2 separate regions of the Mus musculus genome follow, and region 1 is linked to region 2. The links are chromatin contacts, called in public Hi-C maps. All regions are on one chromosome and are shown on one strand. The core of a region is the stretch at or near the end of the contact, and the rest is flanking DNA. Distances in the headings are between cores, read along the strand shown.

Evidence for each region. A called contact is a pair of places that touch in the nucleus more often than the background predicts.
Region 1: a contact with region 2 is called in a Hi-C map of double positive thymocytes, with 4 times the contacts expected there. The contact joins two enhancer-like sites. A contact is called at or near these places in 1 of 15 datasets of contacts at CTCF or cohesin (large pre-B cells), 25 of 484 Hi-C or Micro-C datasets (Sertoli cells, adipose-derived mesenchymal stem cells, cardiomyocytes and 13 more) and 3 of 115 datasets of contacts at active chromatin or transcription factors (acute myeloid leukemia, bone marrow-derived dendritic cells and large pre-B cells).

The regions. Positions count from the first base shown.
Region 1 is chr13:17,428,631-17,435,652 of GRCm38.p6, forward strand. All of the region lies in intron 9 of Sugct (succinyl-CoA glutarate-CoA transferase), which reads right to left. Among named protein-coding and RNA genes, the nearest start is that of Gm24873, 8.6 kb to the right of the region's middle. Within about 2 kb of position 4,046, at least 11 of the 459 cell types and tissues checked have an H3K27ac peak or open chromatin away from gene starts, as enhancers often do. A contact at or near this core is called in double positive thymocytes, where this site is marked.
Region 2 is chr13:17,029,082-17,035,639 of GRCm38.p6, forward strand. The region is part of intron 12 of Sugct (succinyl-CoA glutarate-CoA transferase); the gene reads right to left. Among named protein-coding and RNA genes, the nearest start is that of Gm25020, 170 kb to the right of the region's middle. Within about 2 kb of position 1,855, at least 11 of the 459 cell types and tissues checked have an H3K27ac peak or open chromatin away from gene starts, as enhancers often do. A contact at or near this core is called in double positive thymocytes, where this site is marked.

The DNA of each region.
Region 1 (7,022 bases), core at 2,796-5,295, 400 kb after region 2:
CATTCACAGAGAACCATTCTCTCATCACTGTTCTCTGCATTCTTATCTCAGTTTGTATTATACACCTCCTGTTTCACCACTTCTTTGTGCAAAATTTTTAAGGGTTTTTTTTTAATTAGATATTTTCTTTATTTACATTTCAAATGTTATCTCCTTTCCTGGTTTCCCCCCAAAAAAACTCCTATCCGTTCACCCCTTCCCCTGCTCATCAACCCACCCACTCCCTCTTCCTGTCCCTGGCATTCCCCTACACTGGGGCATAGAGCCTTCACAGGATCAAGGGTCTCTCCTCCCATTGATGGCTAACTGGGCCATCCTCTGCTACATATGCGGCTGGAGCCATGATTCCCACCATGTGTACTCTTTGGTGGCTGTTTAGTCCCTGGAGCTCCTTTCCCACATCACTGAAGTTCCTTCCGAGTCCCACAACCAATAAGTATCAGCTTTCATGGATGTCTATTAGTTTTTTACTCAGACTGCAAAACTTATGAAAGGGAGGTGGAATGAGGAGCCTTGCTTGCTGTTCTTTTTATGATCCCACAGTTTATCTCCCCCATCTGAAGGTAAGCTGGAGCCTTCACTGTTTGGCAGAACTGTGGGTTTCCTGACTAGATGAACAGCTTAGCTGTCATCACTAAGGTATCTTCACACTGAATTCCTTCCCTCCCCCTCTCCTTCCACAGCCTGCGACCATAGCTCTAGAGAGGTCCGGATCAAACCGAGTCCCATGCTTTCTCTGCACTTATCAACTTTCTCCCAATTTTTAGGTTAAACCCTAAGCTGCTACTTAACAGAGTCACTAAACACTGAACTCATTTTCCGGCCCCCCACATTAACACACCACCTCAATGCACCATTATATTTGCTGGACAAACCTCAGATTCTTTCCCAGTCTACACAGTGACACCATTATAAGTCTTGTTCCCTAGTCCTCGCCACCCCCCCCCGGCCCCATTTCTTTGAACTAGGACTGAACTTAACTAATCTGACTCCTACAATGGAAACAATAATGACATATTGGAGGGGGATGGTTTTCCCCTCTTTTAAGATTTTATGAGATGCATTTTAACCAATTGCCAAATGTATACATTAATATTAACCACCGGGGAACTCCAGGGCCAAGAAGTGGGAGTGGGTGGGTAGGGGAATTGGGGGGGTGGGGGGTTATGGGGGACTTTTGGGATAGCATTTGAAATGTAAATGAAGAAAATACCTAATTTTTAAAAATTGGAAAAAAAAGAAATACAATGTGTAGTTCAAAACTCTAGCAAGAAAGAAAATGAGTTTATTTTTCTAATTCATAGTGCTCATGTTTAACTCTGTATCCTTGTCCATCTGAAATAGCATATGAACACAGCTGATGCTGGTTTCAGTCTTTATCACGAATAATCAAAAGCCATTGTCCAGGAACTGCACAGCGCTGTTCATGGTAGAAACACAAAAAGGGACTTAGGTTGTTTTTCAGACAGCTTTTCAGTATCTCTCTTAGAGTGGAAAGTTTCTACCCAAGTAATATTCCAAAAACATCAAGGTATGAGTTATTACTACTAAAATCCTAGAAGTCCTTCCTGAACTTAAAAGGGGTTGGGCATATCTCAACATATTAAACACAATAAAAAGGGGCAATTAGGAATCTATTGTGCAAAAATTCAAGCAGGATATTCCGATTTGCATTTTACTTTTCTCCTTAAAGCCAACCTTAAAAATAGTTATTTGGATGGAACACAGAGCCCCTAATGAAGGAGCTAGAGAAAGTACCCAAGGAGCTAAAGGGGTCTGCAACCCTATAGGAGGAACAACAATATGAACTAACCAGTACCCCCAGAGCTGTGTTGCATATGTAGCAGAGGATGGCCTAGATGGCCATCAATAGGAGGAGAGGCCCTTGGTATTGCGAAGATTATATGCCCAAATACAGGGTAATGCCAGGACCAGGAAGCAGGAGTGGGTGGGTTGGGGAGCGGACAGGGGGAGGGTAAAGGGGGCCTTGGGGATAGCATTTGAAATGTAAATGAAGAAAATATCTAATAAAAAATGCCTTTAAAAAGTGATTTGGATCATAGGCTAGCCTTGATATACTACTAACAGTCCTATAGGCTAGCCTGTGGTATAAGGTGCTGTTATATTGAGCTGGATCACCATTTTAAACACAGAAGTGAATTTTCACTTAGGATTTCAATGTAGGTTGTAAGGAGAAATTCTCTCCCTGCTTTTGTTCTAGGATTGATTTTCTTCCTACCACTCTTCAATTTGGCTATTCTGATCCTGCTAACACCCTTTCATCCTCAGGGATACATTTCCCAGGCTGAGGAAAAAGTAGACTTATGCATATTCTGGAGCTCTTTGGTAAAGGTATATTATTAGAACAGGGGCTTCTGTCACAGTTGTTGAGCTGTTGTAACAGCTGAAAAATGCAAGTAACTATAGGTCTGTGGCTGGGGTAGGTACAGAAATGACTTTAAAAGGTACCGTTAAGTACCTTGGTACATAGTATTTATACTAAACACACAGTAGACACCAGACACTATGCTACAGACATTCAACACACTGATGTGCCAATTCATCACCACAACCCTGAGGCAGACAGTATTTTCAACTATTAAATAAATGAAGATCTTCTGCAGAATGAATCAGTGCTTCAAAGGACTTAATTCCCAAGCCCCTGCTACAAGCCAAACAGCACGTCCTCATATGATGCTATCCTTGGCGGCTGTGTGCCTCAGGAGTAACAATCAAAAGGAAATGATGGGCAATATTCAACTGGAAAGAGGATGGTCAACTAAAACCATATCTTCACAGGAGTAAAAGTTCTCATGGTGGCTACAATTGGAAACAACCATTTTAGGGATGTTTTCTGCAACTTAAGTACTGCTTTGAAAACATAAAAAATTATTTTAGGAAAAATATTGTAAAATTAATTCCTTTCCCATTGATCAAGTCCTAATAAACAACCTAGGAAGGAATCTTAAAGTTTGAAGGAAACATCCCAACTGCCTTCCCAACAAACGACGATCGCATTTAAGCTAAAGCTATATTGCTTTCCGGTGGATAGGCATTTTTCTTTGCTGAAATTAATTAGAGTAAACATTTTCATTCATTTAGCGATGCATGTTACAAATCAGGCGCCCCTCCCTCCATAAAAGGAAATACACAGGCTCAGGAAACACAGTCAGATATACACACACCTGTTACTTTATTCCTTTTTCCGCTACATTTGTTGCAACAGATGAAAACCCACATCAGACTAAGGAAGAACTGCGCAAGTAGTTGTTTTATTTCAAGAAACTAGCTTTCTCAGGCTGGGCTTTTCTAAAGCATGGTCTTTAATCTGTCCAACTGTCTTTTCTAACATGCAGACCTAACCAGCTGTTAACAGGTCCTTTCATAAGCACCTGATACATCTCTCAAAATATAAAATCTCCCTCAGGATGTTACTGTACCTGCAAATGTGCTTACATTCATTCCATGGTTGAAACTAACTCCCTACAAGATTATAGTTAAACTTTTTTTCCTGGGAAGACATAGTCTTCTTTATAAAACTACCCTAGAGACATTCCAAGATCGCAGAAAGGCTGGCACTTCCTCCAGCAAGCACATCCCAGGTTGATGCTATTTCCACAGTCCAGCCTTCATTCCTTTCTAGTCTCAACAATTTCCACAGAGATCAAGCCTGTATGTTAGTGTGTGCAGCCCAGAGTAGTACTCTCTCAGCTCAAAGAATTAGCAGCATACCCCATGCTAAGGTTATATAATGACAGACCAACTCCTGCAAAAAGTGGGGTGGGGGAAGACAGTGAACAGCAGTGGTAATTCAACAAAATGAAAATCGTTTCCAGGAATCCCTATGAATACTTTGAACCAAAGAAGAAAGGTAATTTTACCTTAAATAATCAGTGTGTATATCAGTAGCCCTGAGGGGGAGGGGGGTGGAAATCATCTAATAATAAGATCTTGGTCGGAAATTCTTGCAAGGCCCAACTGAAATTTACAATCCCGTTACCAGGTTACAAGAGTGACATCTAGTGGACTCTTCCTGAAATGACTAAGGGGGGATTCAAATTAGAGCAAGGATTCCCAAAGCCTAATGTGAGAGTGAATCTCTGCTGGAAGAGTGAACCAGAGCCTGTCACATCTAACAAACACGCAGATGATACCCCTGCTGCCATTCCTAGACCTCTCATTGGAGCCATGTCCCAAGAGAGCTCACATCTGTTCCTACCCTCAGAAGACAAGTGGGTCAAAGGGACCCTTGACTCTGTCAGTGTTCCGACTTCATAGCCCCGCTCAGCAGCATAAATGCTGTTCCCTGTCTGCTCAGGTCTCCAATACATATTCACTTCAGCACTGAATACAATATATATTCCCTTTCATTGCAAACACCCCTTGTAGACTTTTGGTTTGCAATACTGGGGATGGAACTAGAGTCCATGAACGTAGAAAGAAACATTCTGCCACTGAACTATATATACAGCTAGACCCTAACTGAATTTTAGTATTAATTTTTACTTGTTTCAGAGCTCAATTTTTCTCCCACTACTCAAGTTAATTCGTTTTTGAATAGGGATCCACCATGGTAAGGTAACAAACCTATTCAGAATTTTAATACATTTTTCTGGGTTTATTTCTAAGAACTTCTAAGAAGCATAACTACAGAAACTCCAACTGCTGCCCAAATCCAGAACTGTGTGACTTATTCTAAAGAACCTTGACCTCTACACAGAATTATCAGTCTAGTATTTTTTTTGTTATTTTGAAGTTAGCAAAATGATGTTGTCATTTATTCACTTTACATCCCTATTGCAGGCCCCTGTGCTACCCTCACAAATTCCTCCTCCTATTGCTCCATCACATTCTACTCAGAGAAGGGGAAGCCCCCTTAGGTACTACCCTGACCCAGGACATCAGTCCCAGCAGGACTAATATCCTCTCCAACTGAAGCCTGTGCAGGCAATTCAGCTAGAGGAAAGAGATCCACTGGAGGGCAACAGAATTAAAGACTGCCCCTGTTCCAGTTGTTAGGGCACCCACACATCTGCTAGAAATTGTGAGAGTCCTAAGTGGAGCCACTGCATGATCTTTAGTTGGTGGTTCAGTCTCTGTGAGCTATCATGGGCCCAGGTTAATTAACTGTGTAGACCTTTTTGTGGTAATAGCCAGAAACTGGAACCAACTTAGATGTCCTTCAACTGAAGAATGGATAAAGAAAATGTGGTACATATACACAATGGAATACTATTAAAAACAACAACATCATGAAATTTGAAGGCAAATAGATGGAAGTAGAAAATATCATTCTCAGTGAGGTAACCCAAACCCAGAAATGCACACATGGTATGTATTCACTTATAAATGGACATTAGCCATAAAGTACAGGATAACCATGATACAATCTACAGACCCAAAATAAACTAAGTAATAAGGAGTGCCCAAGGTAGGAAGCTTGAATCTCACTCAGAAAGGGAAATAAAATAGATATCAGAGGCAGATGGAGAGAGGGACCTGGGTAGAAGAAGGAGTGAGACAGGGAATGGGAATGGGGATCAGCTGTGCGGAGGGGTGTGGGAGAAGGCTGAGAGAGAGAACAGAAATCTGTGTGGGGCATCTCTGGGACTAGTGGGAGATGTGGAATGGAGGAGGCTTCCAGAAGTCTATGGGGTTGACCCTATCTGAGACTCCTAGAAGCTGGGGCAATGGAGAGTGAAGTGGCCACCTCCTGTAGCCAAGCCCAAAATTTGTCCTGCCTACAAGATGCACAGGGATAAAAATGAAGCAGAGATTGAGGGAATGGCCAACTAATGACTGGTCCAACTTGAGACACATTCCATAGGAGAGAGCCAACTTCTGACACTTTTAATGATACTCTACTAAGCTTGCATGCAGGAGCCTAGCATAATTGTTTCCTAGGAGGCTTCATCCAGTGGCAGAGAAAAACAGATGCAGAGACCCACAGCCAAAGATCAGGCAGAGCTCAGAGACTCTTGTGAAAGAGCCCGAGGGGTCACAGACACCACAGCCTAGTCTCTTAACAGTAAATTAATCTCTCCTCCCCAGAGGAGCCCTGCAGGCCATACATGACTCCTCTTACCAAAGTCTCCCTCTGCTCTAGAGTAGACTTAGTTTCTAGTTCTACCAGCCTATGGCCTACAACCAATTTCCAACAAAGAAGGAGACCATTCTGTAATCTCTAAAACATACAAACATGCATGAAAACCACTTTCCAGTCCTGTCTTATTACAAAATTATTAACCTGGAACAAATACGTTTTACAAGCAGTAGAACCTCTATTTCAATCTAACAAATGCAGAAAAAGGAGAACTTCTTCCTTTGATATGAAGTTGGAATTTTTGGAAATGTGTCTACTTGTTTTCTTTCAAGCTTATCCTCTCATGTCCCAAATAGATCTTCTGTCTCCGACTCCTGCCCCAGCCTACAACCTTATGGAAATACCATTTGAAAACCAGAAGCCATGAGTCTCACAATAGCTGAAACCACCCAATCTCATGCATTGCTAAAAGATTGCATTTTCATTAAAATGATGGGGGGAGAGAGAGAACTGTTTCCCTACGAACTGACCTAATTACTATTCTAATACAATTATAACATATGCAATCAAAAGATTTATTCTGAAGATGTAAAATCTGACTTCCTGAAGGAAATTTGCTTTTAAGTCATAATTAAGGATCCCTGTAATGAATAAACAACTGAAATGTTTACGCCTCTTCAACTGCTCTTGGCAGCCTTGAGGGGGGAATTATGAAGAGAAAAATGCCACATAGTTCTTTCTCAAAGGTGACATTAAAACAGAAAATCATCTGCCAGGTCCTGTCATAGACCCAGGTCCTCCTGCCCAAGTTAAAGGCCTAGTTATAACATAATTGTGACTGTGACCAAGTTACCTAAACTCTCATTTCCTCTGTTTCTTTGGTGGAAAGTGAGAAATATACTGTAATATAAGTATTAATATAAATATCATGATTATTTAAATGACTGTTGTGTGACTAAATTAATATGTATGAAGCATT
Region 2 (6,558 bases), core at 605-3,104:
TTTAAGAAAAGAAACCAATGTTCTCTCATGTTATATGTGCAGCATTTCTGACAAGTAGGAGTTTACTTTCGAGCTAGGTTTTATACTACAGTAAACTCTGCTTTTCTCTACAGGGATGATGAGTAGTGCTCATCCCATGCTACCTGATACTCTGCGAGGTTTGAGAAGCACCCAACAACAAATTAAAAAATTAAGTCAGCATATGTGTCATACACAGTGTGAGCTGGGCACTGAGGTTGCTATGATGAGCTGCAATATACTTTATTTTGCTAGAAAAGTGGGGAGATACATCAGTCCTTTAAAGAAATCACTTGTAGCTAAGTGAAGATAGGTTACTTTTTAAGCATACCATTCCTATGAGCTTCTTCATTGGTGTTGGTGTTGTTCCTTTAACAAATAGTATATTCTAAAACTGATGAGTGTCTAGCAATCATATATTATCAACAAGTGGTAGTTCCATGTACTAAATCCAACAAAGTCAAAGCTAGTTTCCAGTGCTTTCAAAATTGAGCTGCTTGCTCAGTCAACAGACCTTGGTTTCTCTGTGTTGAAGACAATCCTTAATTACTGAAGTGACTAAGAACTGAAACATAAAGTCTTCTGCCTTAGTGCTTTTTCTTTCTCAGAAAACAGAAATGTGTAGGCTACTCCAAGGAACCTTTATGACTTTGGATACTTTGTTTAAAAGGCTTGTAAAACTCTAATGATTTTGGACATAGAGAAAAAGTTTAATCATACTTTCAAGTTGTAAATTCTTCATACTACCAACCTACTGGTAAAATATATCTATTAGTACAATAGTGGCATGACTGTTAAGGAAGTAACCAACTGATCACTGCTTGGAATAAGGCTCACTCCACAAGAAGAAATTCCTGTTTGGTATTGTAAATCCAATAAAAACTATGGCCTGGTTGAGGAGAAGATAGGCCCCAAGTAAAGACTTCCTTCTCTGTTTAATTAAATTGACATGGAATCCTTCTCCCTTCCCCCATGTTTACACCCCATAGACAAAAGCTACTCTCCAATTTAATCAGAAAAGCTTCTCTTTGTAATGAATGTGAGTGAGTGTAACGCTGCATAGCTGGTCATGGTACAGAGCATAAGGAGCAATTGAGTAGTCAGCCTTAAACAGGACATTTATACAACTCCCTCTCAGACTCGCAGAACACTGGAGAGTGGGTGGTAAGGATATGTAACATGGGAAAAATGGCATCAAAACACTGTGTCCTGGGCATGAAAAAAACAGTACAGTCCTAACTGCATAGTAACTGCTACCATCTACACTGGGCCTGTGAATGGTGAACATGGATCAAGACAGGAAAAACAGGGGTCCTACTCCTCTGTGCTTGACGATTTGACGATTTTTTTCTTTTATTTGGTGGAAGAAGTAGTCGTTGTCTTCAAGTGCATACCCACTGATGAGTCCACAAGACTACAATGGACAAGTCCAAAACACTGTGGACTCTGTTACTATCAATAAAACACACTCATACAACAACAACAACAACAAACCAAACAAACAAAATCATGAATGTGGGAAGGGGACATGTAAAAAGTTAGGGATGGGCTTGCCTAGGCTGGAGAGACATAAGGATTCATGGAAAAGAAACAGAAAACAATGTATACGTATAAAATTATGAAAAACAAATTTAATAAAAGTTCTTTTAAAAAGAATTTTCACACAACAGTATTAATCCAAATGACTGGTTCCAGGAATTTGTGAAAATGTTCTTTGGAGGAGCCAAACACCATGCACAGCAATGACAGGATGGGAGTGCACGCTGGTGGGGAATGCAACAGGAAGCAGGGGTGGGGGTGGCCATGCTTTAGACAAAGTTTGCAAAAAATACTATCTCTGTGACAAACTATCACAACAGAGATCATTATCTCCAGCCTGTCTTTGAACTTCAGTCTGAGTAAGTAAGTAAGTCTGAGCCTTTCCTCAGTAAAGAGCTTTACTACACCAGAGAAGTTTTTCTGCTTCTTAGCCTTGGTTTACTGGTGCTCCCTGCCTAGCCCTGGAGTGAATCTGGGACTGATATTCTCCAATTTACACACTTCACTGACCTCAGTAAGCAGGATGAGAACCCCTAAGTGGCCACCAAGCCTCCCAGTCAAGCACCCCACACTTCTTTCTCCTTCCTTGTCTCATTCTGTTGGCAACACTCCCTCTTAGAACACCATGAGGCTACAATCCAAATTAACCACAGAGAAGCTGCACATGAAACTTCAGTTTATTTTAGATGGCATCTTTTTGAATAAAACTTCCTGAGGGAGACTTTGTTCAATTAAGTTCCCTGGAGGAGAAAAATCAAATAATCAAAACTCTGGTGAGTCCTGGGGCTGGTCTTTCAGTAAGCCTGCCATTATCAATAATGGCTCCTCCACTCAAATCATCTAGGTTCAGCATCTGCTTTATGTCTTCTCTTCTGGGTTGGTTTTGAGTAATTAGAAACTTTTTCTCTTGTTTTTCCTTTAGGCATGATTTTCAAAATCTATACCTCCCCACAAATCCTAAGCATTAAAGCCACCCCTTTTTATCAAAATCTTTAGGAGTGGGAGTGTAGGAGGAGATAGACTGAAACCCTGGATTTTCAGATAAGGTCTTGGTTAAAAATGAAAGCCATCTATACCTCAGAGTCTTACCATCATATAAAACAAGGGCTGTAAGTGCCACATCTCTACCATTTCTATAAATGATTACGTGGATCACAAATAATTTCCTCCTCATACCTGAGGAAAAGAAATCCATAATCTTTTTTTTCCTTTTTAAAGAAAGGAAAATTCAAGGTCACATATGTGGAAATACATCTTTGCTCAGCATTCTGCCTTTCTGCGTGGGAGGGTAATGGGGACTAACATGAGGAATGTTTGATGTCCTGTGAAGATCTGTGGCTCTCTCAGTGAAGAGTAGAACTCTGAAGAAAGGAAGAACATCCAAGAATTGTTTCCCAGAAACTTTGCTCAGTGTAGTGTGGGGCTCATATGTCCTGCCCCCTTCTCAGGTAAGGCCTGTATGATGTCTTGAGCCTGTCAGAGTACCATTTGTTTCTTGTTGTAGACTGTCTTCAAATAGCCTCCAGCTATAATTGAGTCACTCTCAAGGTAGTTCCCCAGTGTTTGACTTGCATTAATAATGCCTGAAACTTGTTAAAATAACCTGTTAGCTCTGGGAGTAAGGCCTAGAAATTATATGTATTTGGAGTTATCTCTGAGTGATTCACACACTCAAGTTGGATAACAACTGTTGTAATCTGTAAGCAGTCAGTACTGGGACCTCTTGATAGTACTGTCACATAGGCCACCATACGTGCCTCTTCTCTAGAAGAATTGAGGGATGATAGCCTTACTCTGCCCTGGACTAAAAGAATGAGAAGAGATGCTCATAAAGTCACCCACAAAACACCTCTCATTCTTGAGGCAGACAATGATTGGCAGTAGAGACCTTAAGGTTAGTTCTCTTGAAGAACAGGACACCCCTGGCCTGATTCCCATGGATCAGTGCAAGACTTAGACTCCATTGAATATTTATTGATTCCATGCATATGCATGCACATACAGAGGTCAGAGGACAACTTTTCTGGAGCTCGCCCTCACTCCTACGTTTGCTGCATACTCCAAACGGAGTCATTCACAAGCTTCAGGCAGTGTCAATTCTCTTGCTTCTATCTCGTATCTTGTCACAAAAGTGCTGGGATTGTAGCTGTGCATGGTGATGAATTTTACAGGTGTTTGGGGTATCCAAATCTGGTTGTCTTTTTTTTTCTGCTAGAACCTTTACTCACTAAGCCTTCTCTGGAGCCCTGGACCCCACTGAAGACCATACTTCATTTATTCTTTTTCCCACATGGACCTGCTTACTTTCTTACAATTGTTTCAATAATGGCTACTCCCTCATTAAATTTGTGCACTCATAATTTTTTTCTCAGTTTTGCTTTTAGGGACCCAGACTAAGATATTATTATGAATTTTACTGACAGATGAATACAGTGCTCTTTTAAGAGCAATAATGGGAGGGGATGATTACTCTTTGGTAGAAAAGAATTCACAAATATTGGCGGGTATGATGGAGACTAACAGTTTCCAGAAGGTAAACTGATTAGCTCATGCATCACTTTAACCCATGAAAGTTCTGAATGGACCTAAAGACTGTGCATACACTATGCACTCCATAGGACTCACTGATCCTTTTTCTCATATCACAACCTGAACGGCAATGGAAGATTTATTAAGCAATGAGTCTCAGGCATCCAAAGAAATCTAATGAACCTCATTGAAACTGAGTACCTAGCAAGAGGTCAGTACTGGTGTCTGATACTGATATTAGCACAGGACAGTTTTATGAAGCATCTCCTATTACTTTGTGCAGTACTTTAGAGGGCTGACAAGCAAGGCTGAGTCTACATTTTTGTTATTTGAAGCCAACCAACGAACTAATGATCATATCACTGTCTTCAGAGTATGAATTAAGTCAATAAGTGTCAGGTCATTGAGTAGATCATCAAGGTTTTTTCTTTGTTTCTAAGAGAATTTCCTATTTGTTGCTAAAATCATATTGTCAGAATATTTTTAAATGTGGAAGGCACGGAGTTCTATTATGATTTCTAATCATACAAGCAATTCTTAAAAAGGAAGTCAATTCTTTGGGAAGGGATGAAACCCTGCCAGCGTTTACTTAGAGGCAATATTTAAGGCTGAACTCCATGGAAATCCCAAACACTACTTTTGTAAGTGGCATTCAATTTTCCTATTTGTAAGTTTCCTGATGATGGTAGTTGTGGTATATGAGCCTGTGGTCAGGTGGTTTAGGAAAAGTAAGTTATAATAATGAAGGTGCTGGTTTTTAAATTAAGCCTGGATCTTTCACATGCCTTCAGGGTTATGTCCAAAAGAAATTGCTTTCCCTGGGACCAAAGACACTATCTTACCACTCCAATACCAAAAGCCAGAAGCCTATTTAAACATTCTCCATGATTTGTTTCACAGACTGGGATTTCTATGAGCACTTCCTTCAGGGAAATGTACTTTTCCTTCTTTGCAGCCCATTTCCTGTAGGAATGTGTCTCTAGGAAGTTATAATCACAGCATACTTCTTGGGTTTATAGTGACAACTCAGAGCAAAGCTTGTACATGTGCATGTGTGCGCGCGCGTGCGTATGTGTGTGTGTGTGTGTGTGTACACACGTACACAACACCTTCAAATATTGTGGGAATGAGGTAAAGCAAAGGAAAGAACGTTCTGCTTTCCCATGTGACATTCCAATTTATTTATTTAATCCATAGTTTTATGTAGCAACTTTTACAGCATTTTCTTAGCTTACTCTGGGGTTCCAAATTTATACCACTCATCTTGAGGCTGGGATATCAGCCCAGCATGTGCAAAACTCCACATTTTACCCTAAGTGCTATAAAACAAAATCAAGTTCCTTTTTATTTTTCAGCATTATACATTGATTCACATAATCGATTCACTATCAGGGTTTAGTAGAGTTGCACAGGATAGCCAAGAGAGCTGCCAGAACACATTAATAATGAGATGTGTCTTGCATTCTGAAGGAGAGGTAGATGAACAGGATATGCAGCAAAGCTGAACTATGAACACAACCATTGTGATATTCCTCTAAAGGGAAAGACTGATCATCCTAAGGTAAAGGAAGGTCTGGGGGAAGGGGACACCAGAGAAGAGAAAAGGGCTGATGAAGTGTAGAGTCTTATCACCTAACATAAGCCTAGCACCGTGTGACAATGCTGTTCTTTCTCTAGGGAAGGATGCAGAGAGATCCTTCTACCCTGTGAAATGGTGCTAGGAACACAGTTGGCTGCTCCTATGCTAGAGCTGCATCCGGGAAGTTGTTAAGTGGATGTCACTCACTGCCATCACAGCCGAAGAAATCACAGCCATTAGAAATTTCTCCCAGAGAGCAGAGGGCACATTTGCACTTAATAACCATTAGCAGTATTTAACCCTCACAACAACCATATTTTCTTAACCACAAGATTCTCATGATGATGGTCCAGGTGTAAGAAACACTGTCATAACGGAAGACAAATGCTAAGATAAAGAAAGCAAAAATATATTTACTACAGAATAAAGGAAATCTATTATTAGGAATAATCAAAATCCTAAAATACTTTCTAGGCTCCCCCACTTAAAGGTATCACATGATTTTATTGCCATAAACATGACACCTATTCAATGGAGACATTTTTTTTTAATAGATGAGAAATCTAAAGCAGAAAGAAAGTCAAGGAAAAGAGCATTAAGGCAATCTGGAGCTTTGTGACTCAGAGCTCAGATGCGCAAGCTCTGGCCTACCCCAGTCCCCTCTGAGTATCTAAGATGTATGGCCATGAGGATGTCTAAGGGTCAGCACCTGCTGTCCTTCCAGGGAAACCAATTATAAACATCAATAAACAGGCAGTGATTTTATACCATCAGATGAAATGGCTCAAAACCTTGGTTTAAGCACCTTTCTGTTCTTTTATTTATTAAGTGTTGTGGAGGTTGAAAATCAACACTTCTGTAATGTTGAGGGATACCAGCATTGAACTCAGAAG